2 separate regions of the Rattus norvegicus genome follow, and region 1 is linked to region 2. The links are chromatin contacts, called in public Hi-C maps. All regions are on one chromosome and are shown on one strand. Each heading gives the region's core, a stretch centred on a gene start, on an enhancer-like site or on the middle of the called end of the contact. The rest is flanking DNA. Distances are from core to core; before and after follow the strand shown.

Region 1 (6,600 bases), core at 789-3,288, 350 kb after region 2:
CTGTCATCACAGAGATCTAGTGATCGAGACAGAGCACCGTGGGTTCAAAGCCAGCTTGGTTCACTTAGCCAGTTCTGGGCCAACCAGGACTACATAGCAAGAATCTGTCAAAAAAAAAAAACAAAACCCTGATATTAAGTAATAATTTATGCTTCTAAAACTTTCATCTCTTTCCTAAAGGATAACAAGCATTGTTTTTCAAAGCACAGTTTTTAAAATGTTCTTGGAGCGTGAGTATATGATGGCTGGATGTGATATAAAGTCCCTTTGAAGACAGGCAGAAAATAAGTAAGTTGACACCCAAAATCACAAGAGTCCCCCGAAACCAGAGCCACCCAGATATCCCAGGTCTCAAGAGCCTGAGGGGAGGAGATTGCCAAGGCCAGACTGGACTATATATTCCTAGCTAGTCTCGGGTACAGAGTGAGACCATGTCCTCCATTTCAAATGTACAAAAATATTTGCAGATTGTGTGTCTCCCTACAGACAGAAGTACTCTGAGGAGCAAAGACCAATTTATACAGAGAAATTTTCCAGCTAGGCTCCTGTTAGGTCCTGTTATGTAAATCAAGTAGGTACCACTCTTTTCTGATTGGCTGACTGTGGGGTATAGCTCATTGACCCTAGAGAGATGACAAAATAGGAATTCCCAGGGGATCTTTACCGTGCCTGGCTTGAGGCCCAGCATAGTTAAGTTTGTGGTTTCTCAAGAAACCAAAGTAACATGTCGATTCCCCAGTCAGAACTGGCCACACTTTGAATTTAGGCCCAGTTGGCCACTTGAGAGCCTTCTTGGAAGTGTGGTTTTTCTTAAATGTCACAAGACGACCCATAGAGTAATTAGGCAGCTTCAATTGCCCATAGGAGATGCTCAAACCCATTCATCCGTGACGGCCCTGCAGGTGGACCCTGCAGCATTTTCTCTGTTTACATTAAGTCACCATTTCAGAACTTAGGCACGTTTGCCTAGAGAGGGACGGCAAGGTGGAACAGGCGCTGCGTTCACGTCTCTAAGCACATCCTTGTAATCATTCTGATCTTTGAGTAAAAGTAACATGATTGACAGGCATGTACTATAATGATCTGCTAGATAATTGTATGGTCTCAATGAGGAAGGCGGCAACTTGCCAGGGAAAGCAGACCAGGACATACAGTTTCCCACTGCGGCGGAAGGAAATAGAAGAAACTGTTAACATTTTAATTCCTTCACTTAAACTGAGAAAAAAATATTTTAAGGCTGCAATTACACCGTACATTCTCAATATAGCAAAGCTAGTGTCTAAAAATGTTTTCTTTCTTCAAATAAACATATGCAAATCTCAAAATGGGTGAACAGATGCCAAGCAATGGAGAGAAAAGAACCTTTCATGAGTAAAAAAAGATAATAAAAATAAAGCCACAGCATTACAAGGTGGCCCCCTGCCGTTTCTTTTTGGATGGTGCATCAAGTAGAATCCCCAGCTGGGTGACAGGGCCAATTTTCAACAATTTGGACTTGGGGAAATATGACTTAAATCATTCTATAAAAATTAATCATTTATAAAATGCTTTAACAGTGAACTGATAGATTCTGAGTAATGTTCTGAGCACAGTGTTTGAGTCACATAAACCAGTAAATCCCTTAGTGACAACATTGTTTATTTAAGGTCAGATTTTCATTATTTATGTGAGATATTGTTTAAATATTTCCAAAAGAAGATTATAATCATCCCAAATGGTTTCTCCAAATGAGGACAGACAGTCAAGTCTATAGCCAGACTCTTTTCACTTGGAAGAAAAATTCTATAGTTCAAAAACCATTCCTAATGCAAAGTACCCCCAAATCACAAGGTCCCACGACGTCCAGAAAGTTAACTAAAAAGATCACAACATTAAAACCGATGCCATTTGGCCATTGTTTTTAGAGTTCCGGGAGCAGAAATGGACTTACCAGAAGAGAATTTAACCCAGTTTTCAGGGTTCCCTGTAAGTACTGGAGTGGTCAGGGGTCAGGAATTGTTTCAAGTAGAGGAAGGAAGTATTTCTGCCCAAGCACTTTTGAGTCATTGCCTCCCCCCTCCCCCCCTGAGAGCTGAGGGGGAACAAATCAGTGATCAAGTGACTCATCTCATTTCGTTCCCAAATTAAATACACCATGCTTCCTTTTCAAAGCTTTTCTGCTAATGTTATTTTTCTTGAAGGGGGGGCACAATTTTTTTTACAAGCTCAGGATTCACAAAATCTGCACTGTTCCCATGTACCAACACAGACTCAGTCAGAAAATGCTATTTTACTTTTACTAGGGTCATCTTGTGCTACGAGGGAGTAAAAACCTATGATTGCAACTCAGAAAAAAAAAAAAAGACTGATGGGTAATGGGTAATTGCCGAGTCTGTTTGATCCCACAGGGGAGGGAAGGGGAGGGGAGGGGAGGGGAGAGGAGAGGAGGAGAGGAGAGAGGAGAGGAGAGGAGAGGAGAGGAGAGGAGAGAGGAGGAGAGAGGAGGAGAGAGGAGGAGAGAGATTGAAAAGAAGAAGCCAAGAGCAGGGACACCTGTGATCCCAGCACCTGGAAGGTAAAACAAAAAGATTTTCATGAGTTTGCAGCCAGCCTGCAATTCATAGTGAGTTCTATAGGCCTCTGTGTGTGTGTGTGTGTGTGTGTGCGCGCGCGCGCTAAGTAAGAACACTGTCCCTGTAGTAAGTACATCCCTAGCCCACATGAAATGTTTAAGGACATGTGAACCAGGCATTGATCCAAGGACAGAGCCCCTAAAGTTCAGAGCCTCTACGTTGTGAGACTTACACAAGGGTAATCAGGCTCCCGTGGGCATTAATTCTGAATCCACTGCTACATTGATGATGCCTCTTCATATCAGCTTGTATGCTGCAATTAGGCAACACCCAGTGACTACTTGTGAATGAATGAATGAATGAATGAATGAATGAATGAATGAATGAAGAATGAGTGAGTACAAATACTGTCCTGAAAACTTTAATGAATAAAGTTTTTGTTTATTTCAGCTAAAACTGACACTGACTGCCTATCAGGTAGGGAGGGGAAAGGTATTAGACCAAGCAATGGAGAAGGTGCTAAAGTTTAAGGAAAAGTTCCGCTTGGGTTTAAAGTGACAGTTGGTATTTAATTGATGAGATTAGAAGGCCCCACTGACAGGAAAATCCTTGATGATGGAGCACGATACATTTCTGGAGTTAGGACATGGAACAGACCCAGAAGAGATGAAGTGAGAGCTGTTCTGAGAGGGTTGGCAGCCCTGGCTTGAGGCACAGAGTGCTTACTGGGAGCCTGACTATTAGTAGTTCAGGTGGTTCCTGTCAGCACTTTGCTCGTGGATCCCCATCGGATGCTCACAGAAGTCCTTGTTCTCAGGACCGCCCTTAGAAATCATATATGGCTCTCTGCAGACACATCTTCAATTGGTATGGAAAAATAAAAGGGTCGGTTTAGACGTTTAATAAAGTACTATCAGGCTGACTTAGTTTTAGTTAGTTAGTTTTCGTTAGTTTTAGCATTGGGAAATAAATTTACTTTTTGATTCAAGTTTTTACCCAAGGGCACATGCTCGGTGATTTTGTTGAATGCTGACTTCTTTGACACAGAGGTCACTTGACTTTCAAGGACACTTGTTAAAGCCTGAAGGATGGCAGTGATTGAAGCAGACACCAAAAAGGACAGATGCGGAAATGCAGCAAATACACACTCACTGTGGATCAGGTGGCCTCTTTCACACACCAGACCTGGGTAGCTTCTCTAAGCTACACACACACACAGACACACACACACACACAGACACACACACACACACACAGACACACACACACACACACACACACACGGAGTTTCCTCTTCTGTGAACTGAGTAGACCCTTCATGGTAATATACCATGTTACTACCTGCCAGTGAAAGAACTGTCCCCCGAGTTTTAGAGGTCTGACTATGGGTGTGTTTTAACTGAAATGTGGTATTACCACATCTCCTGTTCTGAGGACAGCATACCCCTTGGGAGGATGTTCCGGAAGCCTGAACTTTGGACCAGAAGGACTCCAGAAGTAGAGCTGGGGCTGGCCTCAGAGTTGTGCACAGCTGAGATAAAATGCAAAGAACAAGTAATTTTGGCTACTGTGAGGCTCATACACTTGGTACCTGCTCCTGCTTCAAAACCAAGTACTGCCCCATAACCACACAGCAGGTGATACCAAGATAGGCACATGGTCCCGTACCAGGCACACTGTACTATACTGGGCCCACAGTATTAGGCCACAGGACCACCTGAGCATATGATACTTTTGTTACACAGTTTGAATAAGACATTCTATATCTATAACCCCAGCCTTCAGGAGCCCGTGTCAAGTTCAAGGAGAGCCTGAGCTACTTAATGAGGCCTGTCTAGATGGCCCCTCGGCTCAGTTTTCAGGATCACTAATACCTGTTGATAATTTCAAAATTTTTTAAGATGTATTTATTTATTATATATAAGTACACTGTAGCTGTCTTCAGACACACCAGAAGAGGGCATCAGATCCAATTACAGATGGTTGTGAGCCACCATGTGGTTGCTGGGATTTGAACTCAGTACCTTCGGAAGAGCAGTCAGTGCCCTTAACCACTGAGCCATCTCTCCAGCCTTAATTTCAAGTTTCTTTATGTTGTTTTGTAGCTACACTTACAACAAACCAGCTCCTCCTCAGTTGGGTGGGGTGATACATGCCTGTAGTCCCTGGTGCTTGGAAGACTGAGGCAAGAGGCCCATAAATTCAAGGCATTGGAAGGAAACAGCCATGATGCCATCAGCATATCTTTTAAACTATGCATTTTGTATACGTAGAAAAAGTCTTCTCAATATACACCTACAGCATCCCATGGCACACATGTAGATACAGACCCATGGATCTAAAATATATAGGAATAAATATGTAGCAATAAAATCACATATTTTCCAAATGTATCAGGTCATCCTCTGTGTTTCTCTGACCTCCAATTTTTAGTCCCTAGGAACTATCAAAAAGAGAAAAGGTCCTCCACCCATCAAGAAGTCATGCAGAAGCAATTCCAAGGAACAGTAGAAACCCAGACTGCATCCAAAGTTTAACTGCCACGTTTCAAATCTCAGCTCTAGCTTCCAACATGTGACATCATTTAGAAACTTGTTTTAGGCAAAGAGGATCGCAGAACTTAAAACATCTTGTCCTCAAGCATGAAAAGTATTAGTGGAAAAATCCAGACATGTCATAGACTTCACAGAAATTAAATGAGGAAAAAGAGGAATTTGCAAAATAGTATCTGTATCCTTTCAACTCTAAAGGGAAAGATGGAGGCCTGGCTCTTCTGTGGACGTGCCAGGACAGACAATCCCTGCAACCAGGACGGACCTAAAGGATAATGGAGTATCCAGTGTAGTGCTGTTCCACATCCAAGATGACAGCAGACATTCACACATGATTTTCCCAACCTAGTAGTACCGGCACCATGTGCATGGTCATATATGTGTTGTTGTAAAAATATAAAAATAAAAAAGAGTATGGTTGTCTTTTACCCCGCTGGGTCTACACCTTGGTGCCCCAAGATATCTGCTAGATATCTTGGTGGAAACACATCCCCACTCCTCGGCGGCCCTGTGTCTCTTGCTGCCACACACTTTCCTATACTCAAACCCTCACATAAAAGAACACACAACACAATAATCTTTGACCCAATTGGTAAGAAAAATTGCCCACTGAAACATACAAAGCCCGGTACCATCCATCCCTTAAGAACATTGATAACAACCTGTAAATACACAGAGCAGAATCTTAACATCACCTGTCATGGCTTCTCCCCTCTCTCCGTCTCCTGTCTCTGTTCTAGTCTCCTCCTCTTCCTTCAAACTTCTCTCCCGCCCATCCTTCCTTCTCCTCCAATGACAGCCTCCTTCTATCCTGTACCTGCCCCTCACCTGTACTTTACAAATTCAATGGAGAGGTGGTTCTGGTGAAGTCACCTGAGTCCAGAGTGCGTGACTAGGCAGCCGTCCTTGGGGCAGTGGAATTAGCATCAAAATACAGATAGCTTCAGGGCAAACCACAACATATATGTGGAGCGGGGCATGCGTGAATACACACACACACACACACACACACACACACACACACACACACACATCTTTTTTTTTTTTAAAGAGAACTTCCCACTGTATTTTTTACAGTGGGAATCTCACTGTAGCCCAAGCTGTCCTCAAATTCACTGTTCTGCCTCAGCCTCCTGAGTGCCAGGAATGCAAGCATGTACCTGTTACAAATAGAGAAGAATGAAATTACACCTTTTAAAAAGGCAAATCATACAAGATGATACTCATCTGCTTCTATGCTAAATGTGTGGCATGTTTTGATCAGCAAAACCCATCTGGGCATGGCTATCATGAGGAAAACAGGAGCAGGTGTGCTACAGGTGCTGGGTGATTTCCTCCACTGATGTGGCACTACCTGGGGAAAGGTCCATCTGAGCTGCCTCCTCCCATCATGGAGTTCCACAACACATGACAGTATAGTTACAGGACAGTGCAAGCAGGTTTTCTTAATTAATCTCGTGTCTAGAAAGGGCAACTTTTAGGATCTAAACAGTCTG
Region 2 (6,374 bases), core at 3,409-5,908:
ATATAGTATAGACTATTGTGTAAGCGTCATAATATTATACACACATATATATGTTTACATGCACACATACATACATAGAGAGAGGGTGGGGAGGAGTGCAGTTAACATGCAGGCTTCTCTCAGAAGTCACAGCTCACCAAACAAAAAGCCCAACAGCAGATGTGGGATACATCCCTTCAAGTTGCTGGTCAGGGGTTCCGCCCACCCCGAACAATATAGGCTTTTGGAACCTCATATGGGAACCTCATGTAGGCTGCTGGGGGAGAGAAGCCACCAAAAGGTTTACCCAGGGATGGACCCTATGAGCTACACTAATGACTGGCTTGGCAAGATGTGCTCATGGGGGCAATTGCTGACCATGCTCCAGGGGATGGTCACACACGTGTACACTTAGCACTAACTTGGGACTCGATGGTTTTTAGATAGATAGATAGATAGATAGATAGATAGATAGATAGATAGATAGATGGATAGATAGACAGACAGAAAGATAGATAGAAAGAAAGAAAGAAAGAAAGAAAGAAAGAAAGAAAGATAGATAGATAGATAGATAGAGAGATAGATAGATAGACAGACAGAAAGATAGAAAGATAGAAAGATAGATAGATAGATAGATAGATAGATAGATAGATAGAAAGATAGATAGATAGATGATAGATAGATAGATAGATAGATAGATAGATAGATAGATAGATAGAAAGATAGATAGATAGATAGATAGATAGATAGATAGATAGATAGAAAGATAGAAAGATAGATAGATAGATAGATAGATAGATAGATAGATAGATAGATGAATAAACAGTAGAACATGAAGTTGAGAGCAGGCATAGGGGAGTCTGGGAAGAGTTAGAAGACAGTAGGGTATATGACCAAAATGCACCACAGATATTTTGAGAAATTCTTAAAGAATAAAATAAGGTGGAAAGAGAGGAAGACGTACAGTGTCCGCCTTTGGCTTCCATGCATAGGCACACACATGTGTATCACATAGTCATGCTTTCTTTTCATGTGTCAGTCAGTGGAGGAAAAAAAACCCACTCAGAAAGCAAGTCGATCTATTTCCAGCCATTTCCCACACCGTTACTCTTCATCCAGATTTGACATCACTCATCAGTCCCTTCTGCATGAGCCTGGAGAGATTTCTTGCACGAGATTATTAATTCCTACTTGGTTGGCATTTTGAAATTGTTTTCTATGAATTTCAATTCACCAGTTTAATCAAAATGTAAGAGACATTACCAGTGTTTCTAAACACCTCTGTATACCGTACTTTCTCCACTAGATGTCTCCAGAGAAATACAAAGTAGATAGCACTAATGCAAAATTCATTCTGTTTTAAATGTGCGAATGCACTCAGTTCAGTGAGGGGGAAGCTTCGGTGGCTGACTATTCAATAGAGGAATTGATCCGCTGCAAAGAAGGCTTTTGAAGGCAGAGTCCAAGGAGGGGGAGAAAGCACCACCCTACCCTCCATTACCCCACAGGCTTCTGCCCTGCATCTGTCATGGTTAACAGCTAAGAGATCATGGTTCTTACTCTGGTGTGCAGTGAACCCCACCTTTCCCTGAGTATTGCTCCATTGTCTTTCCTGTGTCACCACAGACTGTGTTGGTGACACAGAAAAAGCCAAGAAAATACCATACTGAGCAGAAGGCTTCAGAAGCCCCACTTCCCATAAGTAACCTTTATAATGTGTCAGTCTGAATTTCTAAGCCTATAGCTTGCCTCCTTGACCTCTTTAAGGTTGGCTGATGATACTCTGTTTTATTTCATTTATACACATTGTCTTAAAGATGGAAAACCAATACATGATTCTTGGTTTAAAGTCTTTCAATCTAATAATCTTTTTTAAAAAGCAGCCTCAGTCAAAGAAACTAAAGATCTCCGAGTCTTGCCTAGAATTTCCATTTGCAGGACTAGAGAAGGCTTGTAGTCTCCATGGACCAGGTGTGGAGGTTTGGAGGAGAACTTTTCCTAAGAAGGTACAGGGTTACCCTCAAGGCTTGACTGGGCTGTAAGAGTGGGTTTGTGTTATGTGATCTATATGTAAACGACTTTTGAGCTCATGTGCCATGACAACTCATGAACCACATATTAACATAGAAGCGTATTAAGATTCATGACACAATCAAGACCAAGGGCATACTGCTTAAGGCTTGTGTGCACAGGCTTACGAAGCACATAGTCCGTGAGGAGTCCCGGGGACTGCGGGAGTTTGAGGTTGGTTTCACAGTGGTGAGTAAGTGTGGCAGGCAGTGCAGTGACCTCGTGGTCTCTGGGGGCTCGATAACAGAGAACTGCCTATAAATCAGCATCCCATGCCTAGAGACAGACGGCCCTGTCTCCCAGTCACACTCTCTCTTTTGAGTTACATAATGAACCATTTCTTTTTCCTTAATGACTTACATCTCTGGGTCAGACTTTGCAGCCCTGGAAAGTCGGACTTAATTTTCATGATTTCCGTCATCTTCCCAACTGGTAGAAAAAGTGCAAGGGTTAGTAGGGTCAGGATAGTTTCACAGAGCAGAAGAGAAAGGGCCCTGTATGGAGAGCAACTTTTGATGAGAGCCCCGGAAGAGAGTGTGCCCTTTTGTGGATTTTTTTCCCACTCTCTTCTACAACTTGGGCTAAGATTCCCTTCTTAGCCTTCCTTTTCTCAGCCGTTCCCAAACTGGCTCAGAGCCTCTCTCTAGCTTTGGACTTTCTCCCAACAATTACCGTGCAGTATCTCTCTTCTCACCTGGCCTCTGTCTCTTCAAGTATCCTGATTTCTCCATCTTTACCTAAAATCTCTGCTCTTCTCTGGATTACGGGTGGTCTCTGTGTCTCTGGCTCTTGTTTGAAAGACCCTCCCTGATGTCATTATTGACCCCCATTAGTTAATAATTTTGAAGGTTTGGCATGAGTTGACTTCCATGGGAGTTTGGTAAGTCTCAAACATGATGCTTGGAGTAGAAAGATTTCAGATTTCTATTATTGGAAACTATAAAAGGGGGCTTCAGAATGCCTTTCTGTCATATGAGAATACGCTTTGCCTTGTGCAAAATGGTAAATACATGTTGCTTGTCAGAATAGCACAGTAACCTCGTCAATAAATGATGTTCCCCGAACATTCTAACAGCCAGTTGATTGATATCAGATAGACCTTATATGCATAAGATAGGACTGCCCTTTCATTGAGCAGTTACCGACAGCCCACCATTTGTACAACCTAAGAGTAGCAAAAGCTATTTATAAAGCAAACAAGAGAAAAGACAGTTAAAGTAAGAATGGCTTCATTTAGATAAATATAAATAAGAGATTAGTGTCTCTGTCACACAAGTACCCTGGAAAGAACATAGTTTACTTTCCATGATATCTTCTCTCCCCGTTCCCCAGAGATAATTCGGTATATTCTCAATCCTTTAATACCAAAATTTCAGAAGTGACAGAGGCTTCTGACTCATCTTCAAACTGTGTACTTAATAAATTAGCTGTTGGCTGCAGGATTATTTTAACACTGAAAGGCAGTTCCCACAGAAAGCTCACACATCTCTCCAGATAAGGAACTCTCTCTGGCCTCCCCCTTAAACTTTTCCAACTGTAAAACATAAAGAATCCAGCCATGGTGTCTTTGCCTTGTCAGTGAGAAAACACTACGGATGCTCAAAACAGAGGGGGGACTTCACGGCACAGCACAGAAACACCCTCCCCCCTCTCTAGGGATGCTTTAAAATCTGTGCATTCAGAGACAGATGGCTGTTCCCATTCCCTGCCTTCTGAACTTTCTAATCATTGAAGTTTCTTCATCCAAAGGATTCTCCACATGTGTGAAGACCTAAAAAATCTGTGTCTTCCCTCAGCTGGGGATGCTGAAATTCAACACCGAGAGAGTGCAGTTGTTCTTTTAAAAATCAGAAGAATATTCTTGGCAGCAGCCCTGTTTCTTAATATGCATTTAATTGCCACATTACTTCTAGATTAGTAATACCTGTTTCCAGGTCTTATCAGAGTATGCAGTGTGTGGGAGATGAAAAGCAATAAAAAGGAAAATTGTGTGTGTGTGTGTGTGTGTGTGTGTGTGTGTGTGTGTGTGTGTGTGTGAAAAGTTAGAGAAATTCTCCCAAAGCAGGTCTTTGTAACTTAACTCTCTATACTCATTAAGAGTTGGAAAGTCAGGACCCAAGTTTCACAGGACTTCAAGAAACATGTGCCTCCACATTAGCTGTGGAAATTGTACTTTGTATGCATTGTAAATCTATCCAGGATTTGTGTTAAATTCCCTTTGTGATTTCTTCTCTGTCGAAAAATAACCTCAGTGTTCTGTTGTGGGACGATTTAAGTGTGATAAGATCAAACTAAGAAAGTCACTGAGCTCGGAGACACAGAGAGTGGCAGAGGCACATGGGGGAGAGGTCCCTGAACTCAGATACAGCTGTTTTCACAGGGTAAACCTATAGAAGTGAAAAAACGGCCACACTATGATTAAAAACAAATAGAGGGAAGAGTTCAGACTGCTCAGAACCCAGGAGACAGCACAGGGCTGCTGGTGCTTCTGCAAGGCAGTTGCAAGTTTCAGGTTGGCCCAGCGCCCCCTCCCACAGCCATGCTCCCTCCCACAGCCCAGAGCTCTATAAATTCAGCTCTCTAGAACACAGGCCAGATCTCTTCCTGGACGGAGCTCAGGGCTGAAGATGGTTCCTCTCCTGCCCTTATCTGCTCTGCTGCTGCTGTTCCTGTGTGACGTTGACCCCGCAAATGCCAACAGTTACTATGACAAGGTCCTAGCTCACAGCCGCATCAGGGGTCGGGATCAGGGGTAAGTCCCTGGCTTGTTTCCTTTTGGCTTATTCCACTTAGCTTGTTCTAGAAATATGTAGAAGTTCCTTGTAAATGCACAGGGTAGCTGTAGTTCTTCTTACTGCAAGGTAATAGGAAAAGGAACAATTCTGAATATTCTGTAAATAGACATATATAGACAGAGATAGATAGTTACTATGGCATATATGTGCCTTAAATTCATAAGTATTGCTATCAACATAGCAAGTATTATTACTTGATGTGGATTATTAATTTTAATGTAATTAACAAAATACAGTTGGGTAATCCTTAGTAATTCTGTTTACTTGGGTTTTTATTTCTCTCCATGACTGCAGAGTATGGTTTTCAAAATCAAAGTGTCTGCTCTCTGATGGTATCATGTCAAAGGCTTTGAGATGTCTCTCGGGATATCGGTGCAAATTTCCTTTGTTTTGTATATGAAAATTAAACTCTGGGCTGAATAGCTGCTTCTCTGGATTCCTTGAAATGTTTTTTTTTTTATCTTTTCAGATAAATGTAGGATTTTAAAAGGTTATTAGAAGCATCTTAGTAACTCAAGCGAACATCTGCACTGTTTGCATGGGACTCTTGGCATTTCTCCCTAAGCCTTGGGGGGGTTTTCATTTTCTGAGTTCTCAGAGCAGTCTTCTTAACAGTGGAGTAGAATTTCCATCCTTTTAAGAGAAAGCAAGCTTAAAATTGCAATAGAGAAGGATACTCTTATTTGTTCTCTTTAAAGAATCAAATTTCCTTTGTGTAAAGGCATTGTTCAAAAGTTCCTTTGAACACTAATCTACTTCTGCAAGCCCCTAGGGAACCACACAGCAGAGTGTGAAGTAAGACCTGTGTCCTTTGCCATTAATCTCCCGGGCTTCAGAAAAATCCTAAAGCTGCCCATCCTCCAAATGAATACATGCTTAGTTTTAAAACAATGGGTTTTTTTCCACTTTAACAGTAGTTTGTCTGTTAAGTCTAATTCTGTTTAAATATTTCTGCTAGGTTAACTTTTTGAAATACTGATATTAGTCTCAAACATACAGTGGCCTTTCCTACATCCCCTTCTTCTCCCTTCCCTTTCCCTCCTCCTCACCCCTCCTCTCCCTACATCCTCTCCTTCCTCCTATACCCCCTCCCTTTCCCCCTCTTCTCCCTCCTCTCGCTATCTCCCTTAGACTTCTGCTTTTTCTAGTAACTCAGTAGAACTGGGGCAGGAGTTGGCTTTGTACAAAGTTAAAATCCCGTCTTAGAATGTCAGGACTCCATCCAAACATCTCTCTCAGCCACCTGACCTGTAACTGGGAAAAGGCAAGAACCTCAGCAATTAACTCTTTCCCCTCCCCTCTGTCTCCAGCCCAAATGTCTGTGCCCTCCAGCAGATTCTGGGCACCAAAAAGAAATACTTCAGCTCCTGTAAGAACTGGTATCAAGGTGCTATCTGCGGGAAGAAAACGTGAGTCTCACCCTTTTCTCTGTTGATGGTTTGAAGATCCTACAGGACGGTACTCGCCTTTTCTTGGACACATGCCCCAGTCTGAAGAGACTGTCCAAACTCCTGTGCTTTTAAAGAGAGG

Evidence for each region. A called contact is a pair of places that touch in the nucleus more often than the background predicts.
Region 1: a Hi-C map of the A7r5 cell line shows a contact between it and region 2, with 8 times the contacts expected there. The contact joins the enhancer-like site here to the promoter of Postn in region 2. A contact is called at or near these places in 10 of 12 Hi-C or Micro-C datasets (the A7r5 cell line, Schwann cells, frontal cortex and 6 more) and 1 of 1 datasets of contacts at active chromatin or transcription factors (oligodendrocytes).

What each region holds. Positions count from the first base shown.
Region 1 is chr2:141,022,988-141,029,587 of GRCr8, forward strand. No RefSeq gene overlaps it. Among named protein-coding and RNA genes, the nearest start is that of Trnaa-ggc, 9.5 kb to the left of the region's middle. Within about 2 kb of position 2,039, at least 7 of the 93 cell types and tissues checked have an H3K27ac peak or open chromatin away from gene starts, as enhancers often do. A contact at or near this core is called in the A7r5 cell line, where this site is marked.
Region 2 is chr2:140,673,403-140,679,776 of GRCr8, forward strand. Postn (periostin) reads left to right here and starts at 4,659. Exons shown (of 22, transcript NM_001108550.1): 1 at 4,659-4,801; 2 at 6,155-6,253. The coding sequence starts at 4,677.